Linked DNA regions of Sus scrofa: all the other regions are linked to region 3. Evidence: chromatin contacts called from public Hi-C and promoter capture Hi-C data. All regions are on one chromosome and are shown on one strand. The core of a region is the stretch at or near the end of the contact, and the rest is flanking DNA. Distances in the headings are between cores, read along the strand shown. Region 1 holds the start of UGGT1 (UDP-glucose:glycoprotein glucosyltransferase 1). Region 2 holds the start of SAP130 (histone deacetylase complex subunit SAP130). Region 3 holds the start of SFT2D3 (vesicle transport protein SFT2C).

Region 1 (2,700 bases), core at 162-2,661, 380 kb after region 3:
AATTTTAAAAAATCTGTTTTTTGGTGAAATAAAATTGCACTGAACTTTCTGAGAAAAATTTAGCGAAACAGAAACTCAACTTTCTTAGAAATTCTGTACTATCACTTATTAACTAAGCAAAGGTTGGTGGTGTTTATACATCAATAGCAGAAGACCAAGTTAAAACAGAGAGTGAAAAGCTCTGTAAAGTGGTGAATTAGAAAACAATTCTTGGGAGTTCCCATCGTGGCTCAGTGGTTGATGAACCCAACTAGCATCCATGAGGACAAGGGTTCCACCCCTGGCCTTGGTCAGTGGGTTACGGATCTGGCATTATTATGAGCTGTGGTGTAGGTCACAAACGTGGCTCAGATCCCAAGTTGCTGTGGTCTGGTGAAGGCTGGAGGCCACAGCTCCTAGCCTGGGAACTTCCATATGCCGCTGGTGCAGCCCTAAAAGACAAAAAAAAAAAAAAAAAAAAGAAAGAAAACAATTCTCTTTTTTTGTGGAAAGCATCACATGAAAAGGGGCAAAAAACACACAATGGACAGCCACTAACACAAAATCTCCCTCAAGAAATAAACTTAAAATGGTCATTTCCAGTTCTTAAAATTATCTGCACTCCTTTTATTCCAGCAAGGAACTGAAAACCCAACAGTCAGCTAGAGGTTCTTAAGCACAGTACAAATTGAGGGGGGTGTTTTAGTCCTTGTTCTGTCTGGCATTCTCAAGGGAAGGACTGTACGCCACAATCGAGTCAGTTAAAATTGTACACTTTCTTAAATTACTTTTTAATGTACTTTTGGTTTCTAGTTCACTTTATTAGTTAAAAAATACCCTCCAAAGATGTATTCATATCTGGCGGCTAAAATGATCTGCCCAATGTCACATATGCTAAAACAATTTTACACAGATTTATATTTTCAAAAAAAAAAAAAAAAAAGAAGCAAAGGACAAAGTAATCATTGCAGATTAAGTTGCCACTGACCGTATAAAATAAGCTAAATCGTTTCATAAAATTTAAAAAAATCTTCCTTTCCCTTGCTCCCTGGAACGAAAGCTATCGAAATCTAAGGTTTAAAATAAAGTCGAAGATGCTCAAAAACATTGTCACTTTGTCCTTTACTGTGCAACAGCTTTTTTAATAAAGGGTTTAAGGAAGTAGACTTTGAAGCTCCTCCGAGTCCCAATCTGCAAAAAGTATGAAACCCCTTTCCGGTCGCACCACGTGGTGAAGCTTTTGGGTCTTAGCTGCCTGCCTAAACAACGCCCCAGGACTTGCAGACCCGAGCCTCCGTGGCTATACTAAACAGCTGGAAGCTACAAAAGAGGCGTGGCCTTCTCGGATGTAAGATGGCGGCCGCGCGACGCTCTGGGCGGTCCCCGCCGTGACTCAGTAGCCGGAAGTCCTCCGACTCCAGCCAGTAGGAAGCGGAAGTAAAGGGCGGTCGGCTGCTGGTCTTTAGCTTTGCGAGGCCGGCTTGTGAGCCGAGCCGCGGGAAAGGCGCGTGTCGGCCGCTCACTGGCGCAGCTGCTGCCCTCTCCGCAGCTGCCCCGCCCCACCCCGCTCCACCCTGCTCCGGCCTTGTCCCAGGTGCCGTCGCAGACGGAGCGCGGCCCCGGCATGGGCTGGAAAGGGGCTGCGGGCGGCGCGTGTGCCGCCGCTGCGCGGCCGGTGACAGGTACCCCTTGGGTGGCGTGGGACGGTCTCGCGGTCAGGAGAGGGTCTGGGGCACGAGGCGATTCCGTGTCCCGGTCACCTTGCGCTTCCGTTTCTTCCCTGACTCAGTTTCCCCTCCCGTGTCCCAACCTTCCCCCCTCAATGCGAGTGACCCGAGTTATCCCTCAGTGTCTTCTGGGCAAGGTATCGTTTGTGCGAGGGTAGCCGCAGGCTCTCTCTACCCCTTTGAGCCTTCATAGAAGAGCTTGGAGACCCATGTGCTCAAGTGCAGACGCAGGTGGGGGAAGTGCCCTGACATGCATTTAGATTAAGCCTGACCCTAAGTAGGTTGAGAACCAGCAGTTTGCAGGACCCCGATAGGAGAACGAACGGAACTTTTTATAGATTTCTCTTTTCCCTAAAATGAATTCAGGTGCTGAATATAGGTTGCCGTTTTCATTTAATACGAGGATCCGTTGGCTGGAAATTGGATGATCCGGTTTCACTTTTAGTGTGGGACCTGCCAGAGGAGTAAGATCTGCGTACATCGCCAATAAGTTATGGGTGTGAACTGTTCATGTTCTTTGGCCAGAAACTCTAGATTGTTTTGCATTTCTTGCCAGATTTGAGAACTAGCATATTTTGTTCATTGGAGGTCGTGGGGTCTTATGCCTTCCTGTGCTACACTATTTTGGAAAAATTCATCATGCGCTTGGCTGTCCAATTGTAGTGTGATGTTTGAAGACATTTTAAATAGCTATATGACAACACTACAAAATTTGGGATAATTATAGCCTTTCCATTTGACTTGCTTTTGATGAACTTAGCTGAAACTCATTTTTATTAAAGGAAATAAACATTGCTTTGTACAGTACCATGGCGTCTTCACAATGCATGTTTAACTTGAGGGAAATAAACTGGAGAAAATTCTATTAGACTTTTTCTCCAGTTACTGGTGGTCGTTTTCATATCAGATATACAATATCTCTTTTTAATTGGAAATTAGGTGTTTTTGGTTCAGGGCAAATGAGTTTTGCTAAAAGGTATAAATGTATATTAAG
Region 2 (2,700 bases), core at 5-2,504, 330 kb after region 3:
GACCCCAGCTCAGCCAAAAGGAACTGAGACCTTCACCACCTTCTCTAAAATCTACCCCCACTTTTCGCTCAGGAGCCAAGCTCTGCCGATATCCCTGATTAGCCCGCAATCCTACCCCCCACCGTGAAGCCCACCGCCGAGATCAGAGAACACAGGTCTCCTGATACTTCGGGTCTCTGAATCCTCTGGAGAGGGGGGCAGGCGTTCTGAGGAGCCCCAGGACCAGTGTGCCTCTTTACCTGCAGCCGCCGCCCGCCCCTCCTAATTCAACCTCGCCGGGCCGGGGGTGCTGCGGAGGACCCAATGCGGTGGCAGCGCTGGGCTCCGAGATCGCGAGGACCGCTCGTGCCGCAGCGCCCCTCGGGCCCGTCGCTGTCCAGTCCCGCCGACCCCACTCACCCCGGCCCCCCGGCCGCCGCTCTGCTCCAGTCCTCTTCCCCGAACCTGCTCCTACCTCCCCCGCCCGCCCATTGGCCCCACGCCGGGTGCGTCACTCCAGGGCCTGCACCAATCCACCGCGGCCTGCGCGCTGTGATCCCGCCCCACCCTCCCGCCGACTGCCAGCCAATCAGGCGCGAGCCTCGCCAGGGCAGCCCAAACCCCCGAGGAAGAGCCAATGGCAGAGGAAGACAAGAGCTGCCGGCGAGAGGGGCGGGGAGCTGGGAGGCCCCGCCTCGGTCGGGGTCTGAAAGCGGCGGGCGCAGGGCCCGGATGTGGAGAGTCACTTTAAACTGCTCCAGGAGCCAAACTCCCTGGGCCGCCCGCCCGCCCGCGCTCCCCCGGCCTCTCAGCTTCCCCGCCAAGGCCCACGCCCGCCACGCCCCCAAGCCCAACTCAGCCCAGCCTTCCCGACGGCTTTCCATTCCTTGTCGCAGGACACCCGGCCCCTGCAGCCGGCCCAACTGCCGTGCTCAGTTCACGAAAGAGTACAGGTCCGCGCCGCAGAAAACGAGGCACCGCTGCCCTTCTCTGGGGACGCGCAGCGGGACGGACGCTGCAGCCCGGCTCGGCCGCCCCGCCCCCTCGTCTCCTCCCCTCCCCTTTCCCTCCCCTCCTGGGCGCACGTCCCGCCATTACCTGAGTGCTGCGCCGAGTGGCCGCCTTGCCGCCTCGAGCTGGTTCCCGTGCGCTCTCCGCCTGCGGAGCCGACGTCCTCGGGCTCCAGGACCCGCCGCCGCCGCCGAGGCGCTAGCACTCGGTCCCCCACCCCTCTGCCCAGCGCCGCTGCTTCCGCCGCCGTAACGAGCCTCTCACCCACTGGCTGGGGTAGGCCCCGCCCTCATCCGGGAAAGCCAATCACCGTTCAATATGAGTGGAGAGCGGACGGGCCTGCCCCTCGGGGCTGCAGAGGCCTCTGGGAAAGGTAGTTCTGGTGCTGAGAAGGCGGGCCTGGGCGGGGCGTCCTGGCGACCCGGCCGAAGCAACACACCCCTTAGCTATTTAGCGACGGTTCTGCCGTTTTTCTTTGCCTAGTGAAAAGCTGCTACCCTTTTGCCTCATGTGATGGCACCAGGTTTCATTTTTCCGAGGGAGTTGCGGCGCGGGAATAGGGTAATGGAGGCCGACTGCAGCGTACCGAAGGGGCCGCAGGCAGGGCTGAGGGTTTTCCGGACTGTACTGGATTCTCCGCGCTGCGTGTGGGACTTGATGTCCCCATTGAGGCCATGACCCGCGAAGCTTGAGCGTCATGGGAGGCTCGGGTGCACGGAAACGAAGGGACTCAGTCGGGTTTGCACTGGCCTCGCTGCGTGGGGAACTTGGCCGGGAGCCGAGCACACTCGGGTTAAAGCGGGCTCGGAGAGGTGCCTTTGGCGCAGGACTCAGGCGCGGTGCACCTGCTCAGACTTTCCGGATTACGGAGAAGCGGAGGGAGGTGGTGGTGATTTGTTTTGTTTGGGGTAGAGTGTTGGAGTTATACGGCTGTGGAAGTCTTAGCCAAAGCTGCGAAAGCAGAATGAGTCTGATACTAGAGATTATGTCCCTCCGCCAATCTTCCTAGACGGTAAATTAGTCTGGAGTTTTGCGATAGGAAATAAATGGGGCTCAAATCCCTTCTTCCTTTCGTGCACAGCTACATTCTTAGTACAAAAAGGGCAGCTCAAGGCTATGCCCCCTCTCCTTTCTCAAGACATCTTCCTTTCTAACACTCTTCCCTTCTCACATTTCTTCTATAAGTAACTGACGTGATATACTTTAGCCATCTCTCTCCTAGACTCTGCCTGCTCCTGCCTCTTCTTACACTGCTCCCTCCACTAACCTACTCACCTTCACTCAGTGGTCCTTGCTTAGTTTAAGAGCAGGAATTCCTCCTTAAAATGGTCTTCCCTTGGCCTCCAGAACCACACTCTCTCCTGATTCTTCTTCTGCCCCTATTCAGCTGTTTTATACTTCTCTTTTCTCCAAGGCTCCGACCCTCTCTTAATGCTACACTATCTTCCTAAGTAGCTTAATACACTCTCACAATTTACAGCATCATTCTTCTGCATTTTTTTCTGTCTTTTATCTTTTTAGGGCCGCACCTGTGGCACATAGAGGTTCCCAGGCTTGGGGTCTAATCAGAGCTATAGCTGCCGGACTATGCCACAGCCACAGCAACGTCAGATCTGAGCCACGTCTGCGACCTACACCACAGCTCGTGGAAACGCCAGATCCTTAACCCACTGATGGAGGCCAAGGATCCAACCCACAACCTCATGGTTC
Region 3 (2,700 bases), core at 42-2,541:
AAACCTCCATCAGCTGGAAAAAGTTAACTGCATGTTCACTACCAGCATGTAGACCCCAGACTGGTTGGAATCAGAAGGCTGATGACTGAGATTCCTAAAACATCACCCTGTTACCTCACCAACAACCATTCAGAGAAATGTGCATGAGCACAATCATGCAGCCAGTAACCCTCCCCTCACACTACCTTTAAAAATCCTTCCCTAAAAGCCTATACGGGGAGTTCCCATTGTGGCTCAGAGGGTTAAGAACCCAACTAGTACCCATGAGGATGCGGGTTCATAGGCTGACAGCTGCAGCTCCAACTCGACCCCTAGCCTGGAAACTTCCATGTGCTGCAGGTGCAGCCCTAGGAAAAAAGAAAAAAAAAATGAAACTGAATTGTACTGTTTCTTTTTTTTTTTTCTTGCTTTTGCTCTTTAGGGCTGTACCCTCCGCATATCCAAGATCCCAGGCTACGTGTCTATTCAGAGCTACAGATTCCGGCCTGCAACAGCACCACAGGATCCGAGCTGCATCTTCGTCCTACACCACAGCTCACAGCAACCAACCCACTGGGCAAGGTCAGGAACTGAACCTGCATCCTCACGGATACAGTTGGATTCATTTCCGCTGAGCCATGACAAGAACTCCTGATTTGTACTGTTCCTGCAAGAAAGAAAAGAAAAGAGCAAAAGCAAAGAAAAAGCAAAGCCTCTTGGGTCAGGTCATCTGAGACACAGTGCTTGGTGCCCTGCAAAACACACTGCTCTTTCCTCCACCACAACACAGTGTCAGAGTGGCTTTGCTCATTGGACAAGTGGACCAGGTTTTGGTTCAGGAAAACAGACAATGTTATGGGAATTTAATGGGGAAAATTGGTTATACAGATAACAGACTGAAAATCCAGAGATAACAACAGCAGAAAGCCATTAATACCTACCTCTTCATATTGCACAAAGGAGTGTTGTTATCGGCTGGGGTCACCCAGGGGAAGCCAGTACCAGGTGGTAAGGCGCTAGTACAGCCAGACTCTGTAGACTGAGTTTCCCTTACCATTGGCTTTAGAGGCAGCCATCTCAGACCAGATGAGAGCAAGATCAGAATGACCTGACATGTCAGGAAACTGGGACCCAGAAATGTCAGGAACACAGAACGGTGGACAAGAAATACATGACATGCCGCTTGAAAGACTCAAAAATATTGCCAAGCCTCTGCTAAAATGCGAGAAAAGCAAATTGGTGGGGGTGGCCAGTTAACTCTTCAACTCTGTAGCTTTTCCAAAGAAATTACCTAAAGTCCTGCAGTGAGGTTTTTAAAAAGTTAAATTTATTAAGATAGAGGTTAGCGTAATTATAAGAAACACGTAAGTCTGGAGTAGCCTCCCCATTTCCCCCAAAGGCAACATCTTGGAAAAACTACTGCACATCTCAACAGGATACAGATATCCATTAGGTCAAGATACATTAAGTATCCCTCAAGTTCTTTCATAGCCGCACAGACTCACCCCCCCCCCCAACTTTTAATGCTTCCACGATTTATCCAGGACTTAAGGGCGCCTACACCGTACCAAAGACTGCCGAGTGCCGGCACAAGTGGAACCTCCAGAACTAGCTTCACAGTAGTCTGCTAAGACAGTAGATCCTCAGGCTCCGCCCCTTCCGTCATGGCCGACCAACAGCCGCTGGAGGGCCGAACCGTTTCCAACAGCAACTGAATAGAACCGGAAGCGGGCGGCAGTCCACCCCTCCCAGGAGCCGCTGTCCAAGATGGCGGACCTCCACCGCCAACTACAAGAGTATCTGGCGCAGGGGAAAGCGGGTGGGCAGGCGGCTGCTGAGCCACTGCTAGCCACGGAAGAGAAGGAGGAGCCCGAGGCGGGGGCCGGAGCGACGGGGGCGTGGTTGGGCCGCGCAGGCCTGCGTTGGACTTGGGCGCAGAGCCCTGCGGAGCCGGCGGCGGCGGCAGCAGGACCGACGTGCTTGCCAAGCCTGACGCGCACTCAGCGGCTGGTGGCGAGCGGGGTGTGCCTGCTAATGGCCGCGCTCTGCTTCGGCCTTGCTGCACTCTACGCGCCCGTGTTGCTGCTGCGCGCCCGCAAGTTCGCGCTGCTCTGGTCCCTGGGCTCGGTGCTGGCCCTAGCGGGCGGCATGATCCTGCGGGGCGGCGCTGCTTGCGAACGTTTGCTGCGCGGCGAGGAGGTGCCGTCGCGGCCGGCGCTGCTCTACGTGGCCGCGCTGGGAACTACGCTGTACGCGGCACTGGGTCTGCGCAGTACGTTGCTCACGGGGCTGGGCGCCTGCGCGCAGGTGGCCGCGCTGCTGGCTGGGCTCTGCGGACTGCTGCCCCGGGGCACAGGCACGGCGCTGCGCCTCACTCTTGGGCGCCTGGGCCCGGGCGCCGCCCTCGCCAAGGCGCTACCTGTGTGAGAGGCCTAGGGCCCGCGCCATCGGAAAGGACGCATCGTCTGCTCCGGGACTCGCTGTCGGGAGATCACGCCAAGCCAGCCACCGGGGCCCAGCGCCTGCCGAGCCGAGGACTGCAACCTCCGGTTCCCAGACCGCGCGGAGCAAATGCTCCTTGCCAGAGAATCTGTAAACGCTGAGCGGCTGTTAAAAACTGAGACTTGAGCAGTTTCGGAAGATCCTCGATTTCAGCGTTTTGTGCTATACTCGATAGCACGTGCTGTGAAAACCAGATTTTGTTCTTAAATTGGCGATACG

The links. Promoter capture Hi-C pulls out the DNA fragments that hold promoters and counts their contacts. Hi-C and Micro-C count contacts between places; a contact is called where the count stands out from the background.
Region 1: a promoter capture Hi-C map of liver shows a contact between it and region 3, with 6 times the contacts expected there. The contact joins the promoter of UGGT1 here to the promoter of SFT2D3 in region 3. A contact is called at or near these places in 2 of 5 promoter capture datasets (fetal liver and liver) and 1 of 47 Hi-C or Micro-C datasets (heart right ventricle).
Region 2: a Hi-C map of liver shows a contact between it and region 3, with 4 times the contacts expected there. The contact joins the promoter of SAP130 here to the promoter of SFT2D3 in region 3. A contact is called at or near these places in 1 of 5 promoter capture datasets (fetal liver), 4 of 47 Hi-C or Micro-C datasets (embryonic fibroblasts, heart right ventricle, liver and 1 more) and 1 of 2 datasets of contacts at active chromatin or transcription factors (alveolar macrophages).

The regions. Positions count from the first base shown.
Region 1 is chr15:59,263,764-59,266,463 of Sscrofa11.1, reverse strand. It overlaps UGGT1 (UDP-glucose:glycoprotein glucosyltransferase 1), which reads left to right and starts at 1,411. Exons shown (of 40, transcript XM_021075942.1): 1 at 1,411-1,661. The coding sequence starts at 1,604.
Region 2 is chr15:59,310,955-59,313,654 of Sscrofa11.1, reverse strand. SAP130 (histone deacetylase complex subunit SAP130) reads right to left here and starts at 1,254. Exons shown (of 21, transcript XM_021076325.1): 1 at 1,078-1,254.
Region 3 is chr15:59,642,007-59,644,706 of Sscrofa11.1, reverse strand. SFT2D3 (vesicle transport protein SFT2C) reads left to right here and starts at 1,291. Exons shown (of 1, transcript XM_005671832.3): 1 at 1,291-2,700. The coding sequence starts at 1,747. The coding sequence ends at 2,406.